7 separate regions of the Mus musculus genome follow, and all the other regions are linked to region 6. The links are chromatin contacts, called in public Hi-C and promoter capture Hi-C maps. All regions are on one chromosome and are shown on one strand. Each heading gives the region's core, a stretch centred on a gene start, on an enhancer-like site or on the middle of the called end of the contact. The rest is flanking DNA. Distances are from core to core; before and after follow the strand shown. Region 1 holds the start of Cmtr2 (cap methyltransferase 2). Region 2 holds the start of Mphosph6 (M phase phosphoprotein 6). Region 3 holds the start of Dhx38 (DEAH (Asp-Glu-Ala-His) box polypeptide 38). Region 4 holds the start of 1700030J22Rik (RIKEN cDNA 1700030J22 gene). Region 5 holds the start of Cenpn (centromere protein N). Region 6 holds the start of Mon1b (MON1 homolog B, secretory traffciking associated). Region 7 holds the start of Pkd1l3 (polycystic kidney disease 1 like 3).

What was found. Promoter capture Hi-C pulls out the DNA fragments that hold promoters and counts their contacts. Hi-C and Micro-C count contacts between places; a contact is called where the count stands out from the background.
Region 1: a contact with region 6 is called in a Hi-C map of CD8 T cells, with 5 times the contacts expected there. The contact joins the promoter of Cmtr2 here to the promoter of Mon1b in region 6. A contact is called at or near these places in 1 of 39 promoter capture datasets (pre-B cells) and 6 of 484 Hi-C or Micro-C datasets (B cells, CD4 T cells, CD8 T cells and 2 more).
Region 2: a contact with region 6 is called in a promoter capture Hi-C map of pre-B cells. The contact joins the promoter of Mphosph6 here to the promoter of Mon1b in region 6. A contact is called at or near these places in 1 of 39 promoter capture datasets (pre-B cells) and 2 of 484 Hi-C or Micro-C datasets (CD4 T cells and rod photoreceptor).
Region 3: a contact with region 6 is called in a Hi-C map of regulatory T cells, with 8 times the contacts expected there. The contact joins the promoter of Dhx38 here to the promoter of Mon1b in region 6. A contact is called at or near these places in 2 of 484 Hi-C or Micro-C datasets (CD4 T cells and regulatory T cells).
Region 4: a contact with region 6 is called in a Hi-C map of uterus, with 5 times the contacts expected there. The contact joins the promoter of 1700030J22Rik here to the promoter of Mon1b in region 6. A contact is called at or near these places in 5 of 484 Hi-C or Micro-C datasets (CD4 T cells, CD8 T cells, muscle stem cells and 1 more).
Region 5: a contact with region 6 is called in a Hi-C map of uterus, with 2.9 times the contacts expected there. The contact joins the promoter of Cenpn here to the promoter of Mon1b in region 6. A contact is called at or near these places in 1 of 39 promoter capture datasets (liver) and 3 of 484 Hi-C or Micro-C datasets (CD4 T cells, muscle stem cells and uterus).
Region 7: a contact with region 6 is called in a Hi-C map of CD8 T cells, with 5 times the contacts expected there. The contact joins the promoter of Pkd1l3 here to the promoter of Mon1b in region 6. A contact is called at or near these places in 3 of 484 Hi-C or Micro-C datasets (CD4 T cells and CD8 T cells).

The regions. Positions count from the first base shown.
Region 1 is chr8:110,216,563-110,219,262 of GRCm38.p6, reverse strand. It overlaps Cmtr2 (cap methyltransferase 2), which reads right to left and starts at 1,303. Exons shown (of 2, transcript NM_146215.4): 1 at 1,177-1,303.
Region 2 is chr8:117,800,613-117,803,312 of GRCm38.p6, reverse strand. Mphosph6 (M phase phosphoprotein 6) reads left to right here and starts at 1,339. Exons shown (of 5, transcript NM_026758.4): 1 at 1,339-1,461. The coding sequence starts at 1,411.
Region 3 is chr8:109,564,497-109,567,196 of GRCm38.p6, reverse strand. Dhx38 (DEAH (Asp-Glu-Ala-His) box polypeptide 38) reads left to right here and starts at 1,336. Exons shown (of 27, transcript NM_178380.2): 1 at 1,336-1,706. Txnl4b (thioredoxin-like 4B) reads right to left here and starts at 1,305. Exons shown (of 4, transcript NM_175646.4): 1 at 1,134-1,305.
Region 4 is chr8:116,977,657-116,980,356 of GRCm38.p6, reverse strand. It overlaps 1700030J22Rik (RIKEN cDNA 1700030J22 gene), which reads left to right and starts at 1,398. Exons shown (of 3, transcript NM_027103.3): 1 at 1,398-1,578.
Region 5 is chr8:116,920,357-116,923,056 of GRCm38.p6, reverse strand. It overlaps Cenpn (centromere protein N), which reads right to left and starts at 1,317. Exons shown (of 12, transcript NM_028131.3): 1 at 1,274-1,317; 2 at 616-729. Cmc2 (COX assembly mitochondrial protein 2) reads left to right here and starts at 1,621. Exons shown (of 4, transcript NM_026844.3): 1 at 1,621-1,706.
Region 6 is chr8:113,634,481-113,637,180 of GRCm38.p6, reverse strand. Mon1b (MON1 homolog B, secretory traffciking associated) reads right to left here and starts at 1,382. Exons shown (of 5, transcript NM_173015.3): 1 at 912-1,382. The coding sequence starts at 1,059.
Region 7 is chr8:109,612,831-109,615,530 of GRCm38.p6, reverse strand. It overlaps Pkd1l3 (polycystic kidney disease 1 like 3), which reads right to left and starts at 1,297. Exons shown (of 33, transcript NM_001286454.2): 1 at 708-1,297. The coding sequence starts at 1,014.

The sequences.
Region 1 (2,700 bases), core at 54-2,553, 3.4 Mb after region 6:
CGCTGTGCTTACTGGGAACCGCAGCTACATTTAGACCTCCAATACATTCTATTTTGGGGGGAAAAAAAAAGTCTACTTTTAGTCATTAACTTCACATACTAATTAGTGGCTGTGGTTAAGCTGTGAAATCTTACCGAAATTAAGTGGATAATTGCCTTCACTTGCAAACAACTAAAAGGATTCAAACGCTCCAAGGTTCCTGACTGTACTTGAGCCTTGCTGCCAACTCATTCTTAATATTACCGCCCCCTTATCCATTCCACTCCAGCCACACAAGCCTGCTGTTCACTGAAGACCCAGGCCACACCACGTTGGAACACTTTGCTCAATACTAAGAGGCAAGCTCTACCTGGGCTTTACTCCCCCAAGTATCTATCTAGCTAATCCCCTCAGCTCCTCCTGGTATTTGCTGGAAGGCACTTTACTCTGTGAAGCCTATCCTAACACACTTATTTTGAAATTGCATCTCGGGCTCCCCATGGCCCTTACCTCACTTTCTCCCACGGCATTCATGTTTATCACTTATTTCTTTTCCCCTGTGTTCTGTTTGTGACTTGTCGTTCTCAACTTCCTCAAACCAGAATGTAAGCTCCGCACTTCTGCAGGACAGTTATCTTTTATTTTGCTCACTTACATGCCACCCCAAAAGGTTCCAACAGTGGCTGGTGGGCACTTAAGTACACTAACATTAACTGGATAAATGGACGAATATTACACTTAGCCCAAAAGACAAAGCTCTGAACAGAATAATGCATTTCAATTTCACCCTAGCATTTCAATGTACGACTTAAAAACAAAAAAAATTTCAATTAAATGCATAAAATTTTTTTTCAACTAAATGCATGCCGTTTCCAAAGTGCATGTGAGGCTGATGAGTATCAACTGTATTATTTTGCAGGCTCCAAGTGGAAGACAGGAAGCTTCCTGTCCAAAGCCACAAGGAAATGATTATAAAATTTGTAAGTCCAACACCAAAGCCTTTAAGTTCTCAACAGCTGTCAGGTCTAAGTGAGCATAGGGAGTGTTAGCAATGGTCCCGCCAACTTTTCCTAGGAAATAAAAACACTGGGGCATGTGCAGTGCTCACACTGGGTCCTGGGACAGCCACCTCTCAAACACTCATTTGAGCAGCCCCGCCCCTTGCCCGCAGCGAACCGTCCGGGAACTGTCACTCACCGAGAAGCCGGGTCCGCATTCCTTCAGCCCACGCCCACCAGAGCCCCTCGAGCAGGAGCAGAGTAGCACCGCACACGCGGTCCTCACTCTAACGAGCCACCTGCCACTTCCGCTCCCGGGAACAGCTTCCGGGGGTGGCGTCTCCTCTGCGTACTTGGCAACCGGGTCGCGGACAAAGAGGAGGGAGCGCCTGGAAGACCGCCCGGACCTGCGCACGCGCAACTGGAGCCAGATCCTCCTCCAGACCACGCCCCCACCGGCTGCGAGGCTCTGACAGCCACACTGCACAGGCGCCTTCCGGGAGGCCTATCGTCACGCGCATCGACGTCACTCGGGAGGGTGGCAACTCCTGGAGCTGAGCTCTGGTGCGGAGAAACTTGTCCGTCTCAGCGGGTCGCCATGGCAACGGAACTGGGCTTTGGTACCCGAAGGTTTACCCTGGATAGATAGATGCTAGTTCCTAGGAGAGACTGCATTAAAATTGAAGCTCAATGGATAACTTGAGTGCAAAACCAAATTAAAGAAACGGAAGTATCATCACTTGGTGTGTTTACATATTAATAAACCAAGGAAAAAGAAAACCACCCGGTGTAGTGCCACAAGCCTTTGATCCCAGCTCTCATGAGCCAGAGGGAAACAGATCTCTGAGTTCTAAGTCACTCTGGTCTACATAGAGAGTTCCATGTCAGCCAGGGATACCAGAGGATGGACTCTCAGGCCTGGGACTCTCTAGTTAGGTTAGACTGTCCAGCTAGTCACTGGTATCCACCTGTCTCCACCTCCCCAGCTGTGGGGTAGCCACAGCTGCTGTGCGTTTATAAGTGTAACAGCCATCCTTTTTAGAGGAAAGCGCTTCACAGCACTTCCCTCATCCTCTCGCTCTCCCACTCTTTTCACCCACTCTTCTGCACTCCCCTTCCCTGAGCAGGTGTTATGTAGATGGCCTGTCTATGGCTGAGCTGTCAGTCACTTCTCAGAACTTTGACAGAGATGAGGGAAGAGCACCGTATTCAGAAGGCAGTTTGGCAACTTGACCATTTAGAGAAAAAAAAAAAAATCAGTGGACTCTCCCTTAGAGCCCACGATTTGTTAGTTATGGGTTTGGGCCATAACTAATACAAGGCATGAATTCCTCTTGTGGAGCAGGCAAATACCTACTGAATATTTTAGAAAAGCTCCCTTAAGTTCCTTCCTAGTCTTCCACCCTCAAGAAGCAGCTATCACTGTATTTCCCATCACCCTAATTTAGATGATCTGGTCTAGAATTTCACATAATTCAATCATTACACTTTGACTCTTCTCAGCCTCTCCCTGTTCAATTTATTATTTAAAATGTTTTCATCTGTATTGTCTTGTGTCTTTAAAATTTATATTGCAAGGGGTTTGTCATTCTGTGGGTTGACTTTAATCAGTTCTTCTACTGAAGGCTGACTGTTTAGTTTCTAGACTGGTGATATTACGAATGGACCTGTTTGGGGACTTTCTAATATGTTGTTGTAAGCATATGTTTTCATTATTCTTGTG
Region 2 (2,700 bases), core at 90-2,589, 4.2 Mb before region 6:
TAAAGGTTGTCTCTTGAAAAGCCCTGTCTCCAAACACAGTCACATTTTGAAATAATGGGGGTCAGGACTTCAGTATTTGAATGGAAGGAGACATAAGTCTGCCATATATGGTTAGTCCGGTAACAAGATAGCAGGATTTTTATTTATTTTATTTTTTATTTTTGGTACATTCTACCACCAAGGCTTCATATAACGATATTTTCTTGACTTTCAAGCCTTCCCACTTTGATCTGAAGAGGGCCACCCTGGATTAAATTTAAAGTGACCCTAAAAGTCACTGGCTGCAGCCATTTTCTTCCTTCCACGGTATTTACTGCTTTCTAATGTAGCTCCAGGAAAGGGTGGGAATGTGTCTTTAGCCCCTTGGTGCTCACCCATGTCTCACTGACAGTTATGAGTAAATGTGTTTCTGTAACCACTTAACACATTATGTCTTTATTTACTCCACTGAGAAAACCTGCAGGGCGTTTAATATCCGGAATGCTTTATGAATCTCGACTTTACCACTTCTCCAGCGGGTTGCTTATTACATGCCAGTGATGTGTCCTTCCGTATACTTACGAGGTACGGCACCACAACTTGTGGAAGTCCATTCTGCCCTTCCATCACGGGGGTCCCGGGGATCAAACTCATGTCCTCCTCGGGCTTGGCAGCAAGTGTTTTCACCCATTAAACCACCCCTGGCCCCTTCACAAGTTGTCGCCTTGCGTACAGCTCTTGCTAGTTCCTGCCATTCTTCCCATTCCAGAAGGAAATCCTTCAGGCTCCAAGATGCACAGCGAACAGGTGTATGCATATTCATCAGTCTTCCACGGTTTGTGTGCAGCCCTACAGCTATCACGCAGCCTGGGTTTGTGACCACCTCCTTCACTCTGGGACAGAGCATAGCGACACCAGCGGCTCAGGGCTACTGAGAGTTCTAGAAAACACGCTTCATAGAAAGCCACCATTCGTATTTTTAAAACTTTTAAACTCTGGCAGCAACCTCAGCGGCCTCAGCTAGGACCTCAGCAAGGAACTTCCAGACCGGGTCGTTAGGGAGTCCTCGGGTGTCGTGGAGGCCCCGCCTACAGCTCCAGCGTCCTCCCCTTAATCCGCCTTTCCTGAGTTTAGCCCTGGGACCCTGAATCGCAGTCGCCCCGCGGTGGCCCGAGCTCTTACCACAGCTCTTTGCGGAGAGACGCGCTCCGGGAGCTGGAGAAGCCAGAAGCAGCTCCGAGCACTAGGGCGGGGCAGCGCGATGGGTGTGCCTAATCGGGGGCGTGGCAACGGCGCGGGGGCGGAGCTAAAGCTCTGCCACGCCTGTAAGCGACGTGGCCCGGGCGGGTCTAGAGCGTCGTCTTATCTAGCTCCGCTCTTGACCGTGCGCAAGCGCAGTGCGGCGGGAAAGCCTCTGCAAGTGCGTCCAACATGGCGTCGGAGCGCAAGACTAAGTTATCCAAGAACCTGCTGCGCATGAAGGTGCTGAGGTCGGGAATGCTGGGTTGTCGGGCGGGGAGGCTGCTGAGCTCCGAGATGTTCCGTAGTGGGACTCGGGCCGAAGCGATGGGCAGACTGGCTCGGGATGGCCGCGGCCAGCGCACCCCATTCATTCGCTCAGCCTGCGGGCCTTTGGGCACCAGGGGTGAGATTTTGCTTAGCCTGATGTGGGGAGGGAGCCTGCACAACGTTCATCAGAGCCTGCAGAGTTGAGTGCTGTGGTGGCTTTAGTGTCTGGGCCGCCTGGGAAGTTAGACTTCTCGCGAGAAGTGGTCCCTAAGGAGGAACAACGTGAGGGATGGCAGGTAGTGTCCTAAACTGAGGGAAAGTGAGTCCAGAAGCTAAGAAGGAGAAAATCAGGGACGTTGCAAAGAACTAAAGGTAGCTCGGACGTCTGAAAGACAAGGAGCATAAAATGAGGCTGGAAATCTTAGTGGTCACACATCCAAGGAATTGTAAGCCAGGCTGAAGTTTTGTTCCTGTTGCCTCATGAGCAGGAGGAAACTGTTTTCTGAGTTAATTGCTTTTTGTTTGTTTGTTTGTTTGTTGGGGGGGGGGGGGGTCGAGACAGGGTTTCTCTGTGTAGCCCTGGCTGTCCTGGAACTCACTCTGTAGACCAGGCTGGCCTCGAACTCAGAAATTTGCCTGCCTCTGCCTCTCCCAAGTGCTGGGATTAAAGGCGTGCGCCACCACGCCTGGCTAGTTATTGTTTTTTTAAGGCCACTTTAACTGAACTGTGGATGATGGTTAATCAGAAAGGCCCAGCCCAACAACGTGAAAGCTCACAGCCAAAAGGATGAGCTAAAAAAGTTCCTGTGTTCTGGGTGAAGGTTGTCTTCGTGGTGGGAATGGAGAAAATGTTAGTGGGGTGAAATGAGTTCTCCACTAACTTTTAAACAAAATGAGTTTCCCTTTGTGTGTGTGCATGCATAGCTGTATATATACCATGTGTGTTCAGGTGCCTGCGAAGGCCAGAAGAGAGTGTTGGAGCCCCTGAAACTGGAGTTTTAAGTCAGCAGGTATGAGTACCAGGACTTAGGCAAGAGTCAAGGGTGCTCTTAGCCACTGAGCCAACTTCCCCAGCCCATGATTTTTAAATTTGAAGTTGAGCCAGCTGAAGTGGCTTTGATGGCACACATTTGTAATCCCAGCACTTGGGAGGTGGAGGCAGGAGCTTAATTTGTGGCCAGCCTGAGCTGGATATGAGACCCTGTCTCAGAC
Region 3 (2,700 bases), core at 87-2,586, 4.1 Mb after region 6:
ATAGATGTGAGGTGCCACGTGGGTGCTGGGAGCTGAATCCCTGGTCATGTGGAAGAGCAGTCAGTGGTCTCAACCTCTGAGCCATCTCTCCAGCCTGTAGGTCACCCTTTAAATAGGGAAGCTGACTTCCAGGAGGGGTTTCATCAACTGTGAGTGTAGAACAAATTACTGATGAAAGAGAAACACAAAGAGAATTTGGACCCGTCTCGCCGTTAGAATTCACGTAAGCAAATCCCGTACTAGTAATAAAAAGAGGAAGGGGGAGTGTGGCGTGTCACCAGAGAGGGTCGGTGTGCTACAGGCCAGATGTTGGAAGGAGGGGGAAAGCGACACCACATCCAAGACAGTGTTCGCATGAGGGATGCAAATGGAGAATCATAAAAATTATGAACACTAAACACATTTGGAAAGCCAAGTTTTGCACGTAGACAAAGGATAGCAAGTTAAAAGGCAGATTTAAGAAATGCATTGAGTCTACAAACACCAAGTGAGACGGTAACACTCAGAATGGAGAGAGAGCGGAGGCATGCCTACTTCGTTGGAATTTGGATGCAAAAGCTCTTTGGAAAGAAAACTGGCCTCCTCTTTACACAACAGCTCTACTTTTGAGAATATGAACATAGACACAAAGACCTATGTTCATGTCTGTCAACAGGGCACTGATAGTAGTAGTCTTGCGAACTATCTTATACAGCTACTAAGAAAAGATTCGGAAGCAGTATGTAAAGTCTGATTCTTCTTTTTTGTAGAAACTTAACGTGTAATGCTTTCATAGGATAATGGAAATAAGCATCCTAAGATATAACCAAAGGACATATCTGAACATGAACTTATTTTCCAAGGATCTCGCTTAGTACCCCAGAGTGGCCTCAAACTTGTGGCAATCTTTATGCCTAAACCTCACAACTGCTGGGATTACAGCGGTATGTCACTTTAATCTACGTCAGGGCTGACGTCTACAAAACACCCAACGCATGTTTTTGATAAGAACCTGGTGGTTGGGTTCCCCCTGGTTCACAGGTGCCATGGAGGACACTTCGGTCTACATGTCAGCAACCCGGGCTCCTCCACCGGTTAGCTAGGGCACAACTGCCTCTTTCCTCACTGCCATCCTGGGAAAGACCCCAACTAACCTGGGCTGTATCCTTAGAAACGCTTCCTCCGACAGGAAAAAAAAAAAAAAAAAAAAAAAAAAATCCTCCCAAACGGAAGTGAGAAACACGGACGCAGAAAACGAACGTGCCACCGCGCGCCCCAGTCAATAGTCCGGTAATCCGACAAGATTATTTTAGTTCCTTTCCACTTTGCACTGGCCGCCAGCGACAGGAAGTGACGTCATTTCCGCCCTTAGTAAACATGGCCGGTCTCGTGTTGTCCTCCCTTGCACACCCCCGAGCCAGAGGCGGGGTGTTGACTCTTACGCCAAGCGCGATTGGTCGCAAGGAGACTCTGAACCCAGAGGAAGAGACTGAGGCTCGGAAGGCCTGTTCGCGGGGTTGCACTCTGGCGTCCCGGAACCCTGGATTTGTGGGCTGCTCTCGATGGTCTTTTTGGACGGATAGAAGGCTCCGCGCAGGGCATTATGGGACGATGATGGCCGCTTTCAAACAGCGGAATTTGCCTCTTTGAGACCCTCGGATCGAGCGGTGGCCGCGCTGGCGTCTCCAGATCAGGAACCGAAGGCCTCGAGAGTCGTGCTTGGTGAGGTGAGCGTCTCTTTCTCTTTCCAGATCTGTCCTTCGGCAGCCATGGCGGCTCCAGGCGGCCGGTGTCGGCTCGCGGCTTCTGTTTGGGCCCTGATTTCAGAGTTCCTCTAGTCCTTGTTACCCAAGTTTCTCTATTTGCTTGAGCGGAGAAGTTCATTCAGCCTTCTCCGGACTTTGTCCATGTTCTGGTCTCATCCCGGTGTTTGGGAACGGCCCCACGGAGATTCAGGGGTCCTCCCTGTGCCCTCGTTTAGGGCAGTACGCGAACCTGGTACCCGATAGTTGGAGAGCCTGGGTAGGGCTTCTGGTGCCTTCCTCCTGTCTCACTGAAGAGTCTCCACTAGATCTGGCGGATAATCTATAAGTAGAGTATTAACCCTAAGAGGAAAGGGCTCTTGTTTTTCCTTTATCGGTATTGTTGAGAATAGCAAGTGGATTAACGACGCATGCAGTAAGCAGTTGCTAACCTGAGAAGTCCATTGTGGCTTCTTTGTCACCGATGTTTCTCCATAGTCTGGCCGTGGACCGCTTTATTTGCTATTTTGAGCCGCTAATTAAGTCCTTCCTTGTCCTGTGTTGTGAATAATTTCCTGTCCAGAGAAATGTCTGACTTCCTGTTCGCTTTCAATAAATGATATCTAATCAGGTTTTTACTTTGCCATTTGTTAACAAGACAGACAGTAGTCTCTGCTTGCATGCAAATGACACTTTAGGATGTAAGTCGTTGTATCTCAGCCTTCCTGTCAAGATTTCTTAATATGCATATAAGATGCGACTTTGTTTCTCTCTTCTACCTCGGGAAACTTTTGCTTCTTCATCCACATTGTGTTGCAGCGCCCCTTGGGAGAGCTGTGCATGTTAATTAGAACACAGCAAAAGAAGTCTAGATTCAAAAGTCACAGTTCTCATGCTTTATAAACTTAATCGGAATGAGAATAATTAACTACATGTCCAACATAGGTCCAAGCTTATAATCGGGTGGTGTTAGATAAAG
Region 4 (2,700 bases), core at 149-2,648, 3.3 Mb before region 6:
ACAGTATCTGGTATGAAAAAGACCAGTGGTATGGAACTGCAGACTCTGCTGCAGCAGACTGGAAAATTTGACCTGCCCCCTTCCCCACCCCCACTTCTGAGCTTTTCTGTGGCTGTTGAAAAGACTTGTCTACCTTCGGTTGTAAAGATCATGGTTGAGTGGCCAGGTCTGGTGGCATGTGCTTGTAATTCCAGCATTCAGAGACAGAAGGAAGCTGTTGGAGGCCAGACTAGACGTCATAGTGAAAGCCTACCTCAAAACACCGAGGAACGGAGACACATCTTGGTGACAGACTCGCTGTCTAGCAGGCGAACCTAGAAAACAATGAAAGAGTGTGTCTTTATGACTGTCCAGTATGAACATGGTGTACATACATATACACAGGCAGAACACTCATACGCATAAATCCAAAAATACATAGAAAATTTTAGAAATATGTGTCATAGCCCATTAGATACGCTGGTATAGCAATATAATTACAATATCTATCATATATGCTTGTTAAAGTATTTCCCTCATATATATGGGGGAAATAACAAATATTCACAGTCTAGAAGAGGACTTTGTTCCAACTTCATGTGTCATATACATCACATCTTTAGAGGCCGTTAATGCTATAAATCTATGCTATCGATTGTATATATGCTATACTGTATATATATTATATAATGCTATAAGTGTAAAAAGTAGTAATTCTTAGCCATTTTTTCCAAAAGCCTTTGACTCAGCCTGCTTTTGGAGACTTGTTTTCTTAATACTTTTTAAACCAGAAAGCAAAGGGACCTTGGAACTAGACATGAGTTGGGCACCAAGGGCAGCATAGTGGAGAAGTGGGCGGCCCCCTCGCGAGAAACTGCTGCTTCTGCCCCACTAAAGTGGGCAGCACCAAAAAGAACAAAACCAGAAATCCTTCCTGTCAGCAGGTGTGGAAGCCCACGCCCTCGATCCCTTCAATGTTGATTTAGGACATCGAGGAAGGAGGGTTGCCATGAGTTCGAGACCGCACCAGGCTACAAAACAAGGAAGACTCGGTCTCAAAATTATGCAACTAGGAATGAGTCGTCCCGCGAAGTTCTGCTCTCGCTTTCAACACGGGATCCCAAGAAGGAAGGGACGATTCTGCCCAAAGGAAGAAGTGGCCAAATCTCCAGACACTGTTTGTGTGGCCTCTGAGGCATTCCTTCTAGAAGGCAAAAGGCTGTTGCAGCGCAACTTGGCCGCCCAACGTCGCCAGTGCCTGCGAAGCTCTCGAAGCGTCTGGCAACGCGGCACCTAGCAACCACGCACAGAGCGACGGGAATGCTCCTTAGCCCCGCCCTCAGAGGGGACTCCGCCCTTGAGCTGGTTTGTTGCGGGGTTACGTCACTTCCGGCATGCCTGCACCTAGGCCCGCCTCCGACGCGGCCGTAACCTAGGGCAACAGCCCGGCTCTTGGGGGCCGCGACTTGCCGCTCCGGACCTTCCTTACCTCGCGGCCCCGTAGGAGCGTCTGAGTGGCTGTGGCCACGTCCTCACCCCGGGGAACACTCCCTAGACACTTCACGGGCGGCAGAGCCGCGGAAGGAAGCAATCTTCAGGGTGGGTAAGCGAGACGAAGATGGGGTACGGTTCTGGGGTAGCCTGGACTGGGCGGGGCCTAGGGAGCCGCTTGGGCCTCAGGGAGGAGCCGTTTGATAGGCGTGGTCTGTGGGGGCGTGGTTGAGGTTTCAATGGAAGGAGCTTGATGCAGCCCTCTTGATCTTCTGAAGGAAGGGTAAACTCTCAGCTTGTAGCGTGTAGGGAGCCTCTTGGAGGGAGGGAAGGAACTTATGCGGCATGAAGGAGTGTGCAGGGACTATTAGTAAAAGGGAGAAACCAGGTGGGAAGGCGTGGGCGCGAGATTCCGTCTGCCGTGAGCCTTGGGAGCCCTCAGAAGGCCATCCTTTCAGGACCCAGCCCTTAGTGAATTCAGAGAGCCGGAAAAAAAGGGGCGGAATGAAACCCCGTCCAAAACAGAAATCTAGAACCTAGGCAAAAATGAAAAAGGGCACGAGTTGGAAATGGTTGACATAGAAATGGCACACGCCCTACCCTGCAAGTGGAATTATTGGCTGTTGTAAGTTGCTATGTGGGTGCCAGGAACGAACGTGGGTCTTTGGCAAGAGTAGCAAGTGCTCTTAACTGCTGAGCCATTTCTCCAGCCCTCAGTCACCTTATTTTTATTTATTTATTTATTTATTTTTTTTTTTTTGAGACATGTTCTCTCGCTGAACCCAGAGTTCACTGATTTGGCTAGCCTGGCTAGCTGGCAAGCTCTAGGAATCCTCCTGTCTCTGCTTCCTGGCGCTGGAATTAAAGGCTTTCATTCATTATAGCAATTGGCTTTTTGTGTGGGTACTGGGGCCCTTAACTCTGTTTTCTCTACCTGTGTGGCAAGCACTGTATGACGGAGCCATCTTCTTTCTCAAGCCCATTCGAGAAGAAATGCATGGGCTTGTAAGCCAGGAAGCCTAACCTGAAAATGGTAAGCTTCAGGCTCACTGAGAAACTGTCTCAAGGGACTAAGGCAGGTGAGGAAGAGAGCAGGGGTACCTGATGTGCACACCATGTGTGTAAAAACACGAGTTTAAGAAAATGGAAAAATATGGGCTGGAAAGATAGCTAAGGAGTTTAAGAGCACTGGCTGCTCTTGCAGAGGGCCCAGGTTCAATACCCAGAACC
Region 5 (2,700 bases), core at 68-2,567, 3.3 Mb before region 6:
CAACACTTGGTGTGTGGGTCACTAGACCTCTTTGCTCTTCCCAGTGTGGCCACACTGAATACATGTCTCTTTTCTGCCTCTCATTTAAGACTTGTCTTTTTTAGCCAGGCGGTGGTGGCGCACATCTCTAATCCCAGTACTTGGGAGGCAGAAGCAGGCGGATTTCTGAGTTCAAGGCCAGCCTGGTCTACAAAGTGAGTACCAGGACAGACAGGGCTATAAAGAGAAACCCTGTCTCGAAAAAACAAAACAAACAAACAAACAAACAAACAAAAGACTTGTCCTTTTAAGTGGCCTATGGAGCCTAGCTTGTTAGGGCTGCCAGGGCTGGGGGGTTCTGATCCTAGCAATTTCAGTCACCATGAGCCAAATCACACAGCGAGTCTGGTCACCCAAGAACAATCTCATATGCACTTGACTAATGACTGATGGAAGAGTGACTGGATACCCACCCTAAGCGGTATGCACAAGGGAAGGATATAGTTCCACTGTCTGTCAACTATTAAACCAACACCTTGTTCGTGACAACATCTGAGAGCGTTTTCCTGATCCTCAGTGAGGTAAATTAGAGGAGAGTGTATGCAAAGCAGGCATTTCTCCTATCCCAGTACTGACCAGGCCAGATGCGGCTATAAACTTCGGAGATCAGGGCCTTCGGGGTGGGGTGCCCAATCCTTAGCACTTCCGAAGATTCTTAATTCTGAGTGATCTATCTGCACCATGCCCTTCCTAAAAGAAATGACAGAAAGGGCGTAACACATCAACAAAGTTAGCAAGTCTTTGAGTGAACTTTCTGCCCTGTTACTATTTCAATTTCTATTTTCTAGCGCTTTATTCATGGTAGCAGCTAAGACAAGGCTGTTGAATGTACACGTGACAATAACGATCCGGTAGACCCGCATGGAGCACAAGGAGTATAGCAACAGGAGGCATGGACAAAAACTGAGGCGAGGCTAGGAATTAGAGAGCTGACACCTAGGCTCGACGGAACCTAAGGATCAAAGTAAAGCAGCTCTTGAGCGGGCAGCCCGGAGCCTCCATGGCATAAACGCCAAGGGACATAAAACCCCGCCCCACTCCGGGCGGATATGACGCCATGGACGCTCATCCCGGCCCTCTTGGCCCGGACCCGGCCTCCACTAGTGTCACTCCTAGGCTAAGATCCCGTGGCGGAACTGCGCCGTGGCAAGGCCCCCGTAGATGTCTGAGGCCTGGCTCCTGTAGTCCTCCCGCCGCCTCCGAGTCCAATTCGGTGTCGCTGAGGCTGCCTTACCAGTCCACATCGCCCGCCGTCTCTGCAGCGGTTCCCGCCGAGGTGCTTTTGAAGCCGCCAATGGCCGCTCGGGCCCCGCCCACCTGGCAAGCCCTCCGCACTGCTTCGGCTGCACGGGGGGACGCGGCTGTGGGCGCCTGATGGAAAACGCTTTAGATCCCCAGAGTCGCTGTACTCAGAGACAGGATCATGTAAATATAATTGTTCTCCGTCTCGAATTCCACCTGGCAGTCATCTCTGTGTGCTGTCCCCGCCGAGCCCCGGTGGGATGGCCCTAGATCCCCCTCAGCATGGGACAGTGGACCGGTCCAGGCGGAGCGATGCATGCAGGATGACGCATGCGCGGAGCGTCGGTGCTTGCAAGTCCTAAGGGAGCTGCGGGCTCCGTGTCGGTGACTTCTCTTTCTGTGCTTCTTGTAGGGGCTGAGTGACGGTGAGTGTCGGGTGTCCTTCAGCCTCCGGGCATCTGGCTGCCTGTGGCGGAAGGACGCGGCTCTTTAGCTTCCCACGCCGCGCTAGGTTCACCCATGTCCCTGCCCTTGGACCTTTACTAGGAACACTCTTCTTGGTGAGCCGCGGGCATGAGCTGTCACACTGCTGAGATCTGCCCGCCGCTCGCTGGCATTGCGACCTTGGGCGCGCGCCTGGTCGAGTGCGCGTACCCTGCTGCAAAACTTTGGAGATGCGTGACACTGAGGGCGCATTGAGCTAACTGTTCTGGCTGATAACTAATCTAGGGAGCTGCCGTCAAAAGTTTCTTTACTGAAAAGTCACTGGACTGGCTGGTGATGTGGGTATCTGTAAAGATCCCCCACGGTACACTTGACAAGGAAAGTAATGTTTAGGGTCCGTTAGATAGGCTTCGAGGACGACTGTGAGTGTTTTCACAATAGATGTATTAGAAGCCTCTGTTAAAACTTCTCGAAATCAAACAAAACCCCAGGCAAGGAGGGTAGGATGGTTTGCTTCAATCTCAGCTCTGGGGAGGTGGTGGAGGCAAGAATCAGGAATTCAAGGTCACCCTCAGCAACATAAGGAATTTGAGGCTACACTAGACCCTGTGTTAGTAACAAAACCCACTTTAAATGTATGCAACTTTGCCTTGGCAAAGGGATTCTCTTGACATCTTTTCTGTCTTGTACATCCAGGCCTTGGTATTTGGTTGATCGAAGTGAAAATACGCCTCTCCATTTTCAGTGTTAAATGTCAACATTCAGCAGACATTTATTTCTTTTTTCCTCTAAAATTTCCCTGGTCTTAGCAGACTACTTACCTGCCTACCTGGCACTAGTAGGAGATTGTTCCAGAATGATGCAGAGGAGGCCTATTCTTTTTTTTTTTTTTTTTTTTTTTGGTTTTTCGAGACAGGGTTTTTCTGTGTAGCCCTGGCTGTCCTGGAACTCGCTTTGTAGACCAGGCTGGCCTTG
Region 6 (2,700 bases), core at 133-2,632:
TCCTAGCCTTCAGCCACCCCCCCCCCCCAATTCCCTCTGCTGCTACATTAACACCCAAGCAAACACATAAGAGCATCCATGAGCATCCCAGACACCTTAGTCTTCAATAACCTTTACATGACAGTTCTTATTTTCCTCCAGGTCTGGGCCCCCACTCCACCAATGGCCACCATTAACAATCACTAACCCACAAGGTTTTCACGGTTCCCACAGTTTTCCGCCCAGAGTTATCACTTTAAATCCCATAATGAAGCCCCTTGCTTTCTTCCCACCGCCTCTGATGTCTACTGACTCACCCAAGGACAATCATCCATTTGCAACCCCATCTGATTTTTTCACCCTCAAGTGTTTTCCTATGTTCTTAATTGCGTACCGATATTCCCATGTTCCCAAATACCCAAGCAACACGTCTCAATTCCCATCAAGGAACTCCCATCAAGACAACCCTTTTGGGACCCAACTATGCCCCCTTTGTTTCTTTAAGGTGGTACACTCAGGTCAAGTACATTCTAATTTCCTTGCAACAGAAGGGTGTCCCAGGATGTGAGAACACCATTGTTAAAATGGGACTGTTCCGGGCAAACCAGCACAGTCCATCTTCCTAGCCTTGACACTATCACCACCACCACCACCACCACCACCACCACCACCCACCATAGAATACATTTGTAGAGGCACAATGCTGCCCCTTCCGGACAACAGCTGACACCCATTGGCTTCTATGTCATTTCTCAACGATTTCAATTAAGTCAGCAAGTCTGTGTCCAACGACTGACTGAGAGCTATGCCTCAAGCTACTTTCTTGGGTTCCCAAAGACTGCCCACTGGTCTCCCACTGATCTCTTCCCGCTCAGCTAGCAATGACAAGCCCTGGGGGTTTGCTTCCAAGGCTTTATTGAGGGAAGCTATACCTGTGTCCTCCGGGTCCCCATCTCCGGGATCCAGCGTGCTTGCGTGAACCCTTTCACTGTCTCCAGCCTCCTCTCTGGGGAACTGCGTGTCCACCAAGTCCTCCACGCCCCCGGGGGCTGGGACAGCATTATCTCCTCCGGCCTCCATCTGCACATCCCTGGAGAGAAGGGGAATCGAGGGTGATGGGCAGCAACAGAAAACTTCTTACAAGCCTTCAGGGAGCCAGACCCCCCGGATACATTCCTAGTGCGGTTTCCCCTACGGTTTTCGACAGGACGCGACATTCAAAACCATGACCAAATACTTGCACCCTCCGGCACTTTCGGATGGGTGACGCTCCGCTGGGCTTCTGCCAACACGGTACATCAACACCTGTTTCAACCTCTTATCTCAACTGGGTGGACAGCAACACTTTGAGGAGCCGCTGCCGCACCACACTTCCTGGTGTGGTGGGGACTTGCCACACTTCCGGAAGCGACGCCTCCCCGGGACACTTCCGGTTTCACGGCCGTATTGACTCCCCGGAGTGCCAATGGCAGCCACACGCTGCGTTCCCTCACCGTAAGGATAGCGCGGGACTCTCCCGGAACTCTGTGGAATCTGCGCGTCCTTCCACCGGACGCAGCCAGGATCGGCTGTGAAGTGGGGCCAGACCGGCCCACTTCGCGTACCAAGGGCTACCGGCTGAAGGGGGCGCGGCCTGGAAATCTACTAGGTCGAGGGGGCGGGACCTAGTCCCTCTCACCCAATCAAGAGTAGGCTCTCCCTTATGTCCCGCCCCATTCTGGTGGAGCCTCCGCAGATAGTGTGCGCTAATTGGCGAAAGCCACTGCTCATCCCTTGACTGACATCTCCCTGTTTCTAACCGAAACCTCACTCCTGTTCCGGTCTTTGCTGGAATGAGAGAATGCCGAACCAATGAACTCGCGTCCCCAGTATTGAGACAACTTCACGCTCTTTTATTCAATTATAGGGGCAGGGCGGAGCGTATGCTTGACGGACAGCTCTCTTTCCAATCGGAACGTCGCCCGCAGCCCAGTCAGCCTATGGGACTCGGATGCTGAAGCAAGAGGCGGGCTCTGCTGGTGGGACTGACTCTTGGGATTCTGGACTCCGCCAGCCTGCGAGGGGAGCTTACGGAAACAAAAGCAAGCTGCTTAGGGCTAGTGTGTGCGGGCAACACGAGCGCACCCCACTAGCAAGGAGAGGTTCTGTGGGCCGAGCCAACCAGATCGGCAGCCTAATCCAATAGCGGAGTGGGGGGTGTGGTTGTCAGGGACCGCTGCGTTCTGGTTGGCTGAGAATTCTGCCGCACCTACCTCCGGGTATCACCATTGGCTACTATGTATGATGGGCCAGGGGCAGCAACAGCAGTGAGGAATCTTGTGAACAGAAGCACCTAGATGCTCTCTTCCTTAAGGCTGTGGAGCGGGGATAGGTGTATCTAGGCGGCCAGAAGTCGCTCCAAACTAAGTGTTGTTCATTTTGGTTTTGAGTCACAGGCTCCTAATAACCCAGGCTGGCCTTAAACTCGCGATCCTCCTCCCTCACCCTCTATCTGGCCCTAAACCCAAGTCAGAGTAGATTACAGTGCTGCTCCAGCACCTGCCATTGCCTTTAGGTTTAGAATGAGGGTGTGAATATCCCTGTTCTGGACGTCCAGGTCCGTTTTTTAGGTCTTTCTGTACATTGGTCTTTGAGACTGCTTGAAGCCTCGCAGTTTGTGTCTCTGAGTGTTACTATATTATTATCAGAGAAAATAGAGTTAAAATAACAACAACGACGACG
Region 7 (2,700 bases), core at 48-2,547, 4.0 Mb after region 6:
AACTGTCACAATATAAAACAAAACAACAAAAATTCCAGATACCCCAAATCAAATAAAGCAAAATAACACCATACATGAAGACTCAGGAATTAAGTTTTAGACAGGCTCTGACAAAAAGCTCATTGCCACCGGTCAATGATGGTGCACACCTTTAATCCCAGCACTCAGGAGGCACAGGCAGGAGGATCTCTGTGAGTTCAAGGCCTGGAACGTGATCTACAGAGCACATTCCAGGACAGCCAAGGCTACACAGACAGACCCTGTCTCAGGGGGGGAAAAAGTACATTGCCATTGCTATGGAGACAAATGTTGGCCGAGACACAAAAGTGGAAAGCGTATGGAGAGAGATTGATGGTCAAACTAACCCTTTTTCTGATTATAAAAGCTGAAAGGGGGCTGGAGAGATGGCTCAGAAGTTAAAAGCACTGGCTGCTCTTTCAGAGGTCCCGAGTTCAATTCTCAGCAACCACATGGACACTCACAACCATCTGTAATCGATCTGATGCCCTCTTCTGGCAAGCAGGTAGATGTGCAGATAAAGCACTCATACGTAAAATAAATAAATCTCAAAAAGGGAAAAAACAATACCTTAAAATGTAATCTGAAAAAAAAAAAAAAAAAGTGGAAAGGCCAAAGATGACTTTCTTCCACCCTAGAACACAGCCCAAGAAAGCTTTTCCCCTCAACATTCAACACGAGAGCCCTACCTGTCTGATTTATCCCTGGATGCGATCCGGGCAGCGTCAGGTTTCCCCTGACCCACCACACTGTTTCTTCATTCAGGAAGCTTTTTAGGAAACCCCGAAGCTTGGGGTTCCACGTGTGGGCTAGGCGTCCTCTCTGGGCGTGGCAGTAGTTATCTGCTTCCTGGAAGTCACAGAAAAGTCTGTTAAGCTGATAGCAGCTGTTTCCCCCATGTTGCTCCCGGATGCTTGGTTTACGTCCCAAAATATCACCCAGAATGACACCGATTCTAATGTACAGCCAGAGCCAGGACCGCCTCTGCAAGAGCATTTTTCTCTCTGTGCCGAGTGAGAAGAGAGAAGATGTACGGAGGCTCGAGTGAGAAGAGAGATGTACGGAGGCTCGAGTGAGAAGAGAGAAGATGTACGGAGGCTTGGCAGCTGCCTGGGCTTTTAAATAGGACTCAGTGAGTTTGTCAGAATCGTCCGTATTGTTCTTTTGTGGGTTGGGAACAACCTGCCAAGGAGATAAAGGTTTTGTTTTGTTTAGGGAAGCTATTTCTCACCGGCTGCAAATGAATAGCAAACGGGGCTTTACAGTCGGGGGCACCAATGTCTCCATCTGTGTCTACACGCCCAGATGTATCTTTAGCAAATAAAGACCCATTATGACGCCAAAGCTACCTGCAAGCAGGGAGAGGTTGGTGGATATCGAAACCAGTGTTACTAGACTTGGCGAGCTTAGTTCTTAAAGCATGGGCTCTAACACAGAACCTTATGCACTCTATACAAGCACCCTAGCAATGAGGTATGTGTCCAGAAAAATGGATACTTTTTTATGAAAAGGAAAACTTTCTTTTGTTGTTGTTATTTTCAAGACAGGGTCTCACTATGTATCCCTAGCTGTCCTGGAACTCACTATGTAGACCAGGCTGGACTTGAACTCAGAGAGATCCACTTGCCTCAGCCTCTTGAGTGTTGGTATTAAAAGTCTATCTATCTATCTATCTATCTATCTATCTATACACACACACATATATACATACACACACACACACACACACACACACACACACACACATATATATATATATATATATATATATATATATATATATCCTCTTTTTTATCTATTCATCTGTCATCTGTTTACAGGCACCTGAGCCACTGCTGTAGCTTGGCTATGGTTAACAGTACTGAGTATTAATATGGACACACAGGCTCTCTTCTGAGTGCTGACTTCATTCCCTGTGGGTATACACCTAGTCTTCATATAGCAGAGTCATATAGCATCCTTGTAGTTTGTTTTTTTAGGAACCTCCCTATTGTTTGCTACAGGTTACACGTGGTTACACTCCCACCAACAGTGTATAAAGGTAACTTTCCCCGATTTTGATGAGGGCCATTCTGAGTGACGTGAAATGGATTCCCAGCATAGCTTCGGGTTGTATTTTCCTGATGGCTGAGGATGAAGGGTTAATGGTGTCTAAGCAGCAGCTGGGCTGAGAGGCTCTGGGCAGGAAAGTTGATTGACAGATGACATCTATGGAAGCTCCTAATCAGGAGATCCACACAAACCCGCTGGGAGCTACCACTTCCTGACTACAGGGGAAATGACCTGCAGATGGACTGGGCTCTTCTGCCCCCAAGACCCCAACTCCACATGTACATGGTCCTTGTTCCTGCGGAGAGACCATCACCTTTCATTGTGCTGAGAAAAGGACAAAGTGTTCCCAGGGAAGGCCAGTTTATTTTTTTATTTCTGTGGCAACTCAGTCTAACACAGGGTGTGTAGCATCTCCCCTCCCCATATTTACCAGCTGTCTGAGAAGTGTCAGCTCAGATCATTTGCCATTTATTGACTGCATTACTTATTCTCCTAATAACTTTTTTTGGGAGTCCCTTTATACATCCTGGATACAATCCTTTGCCAGAATACTGGGCTGACAAGGAGAGTATTTATTTGAAAAACTCAATCATAGGGGGCTGGAAAGATGGCTCCATGGTTAGTAGCACT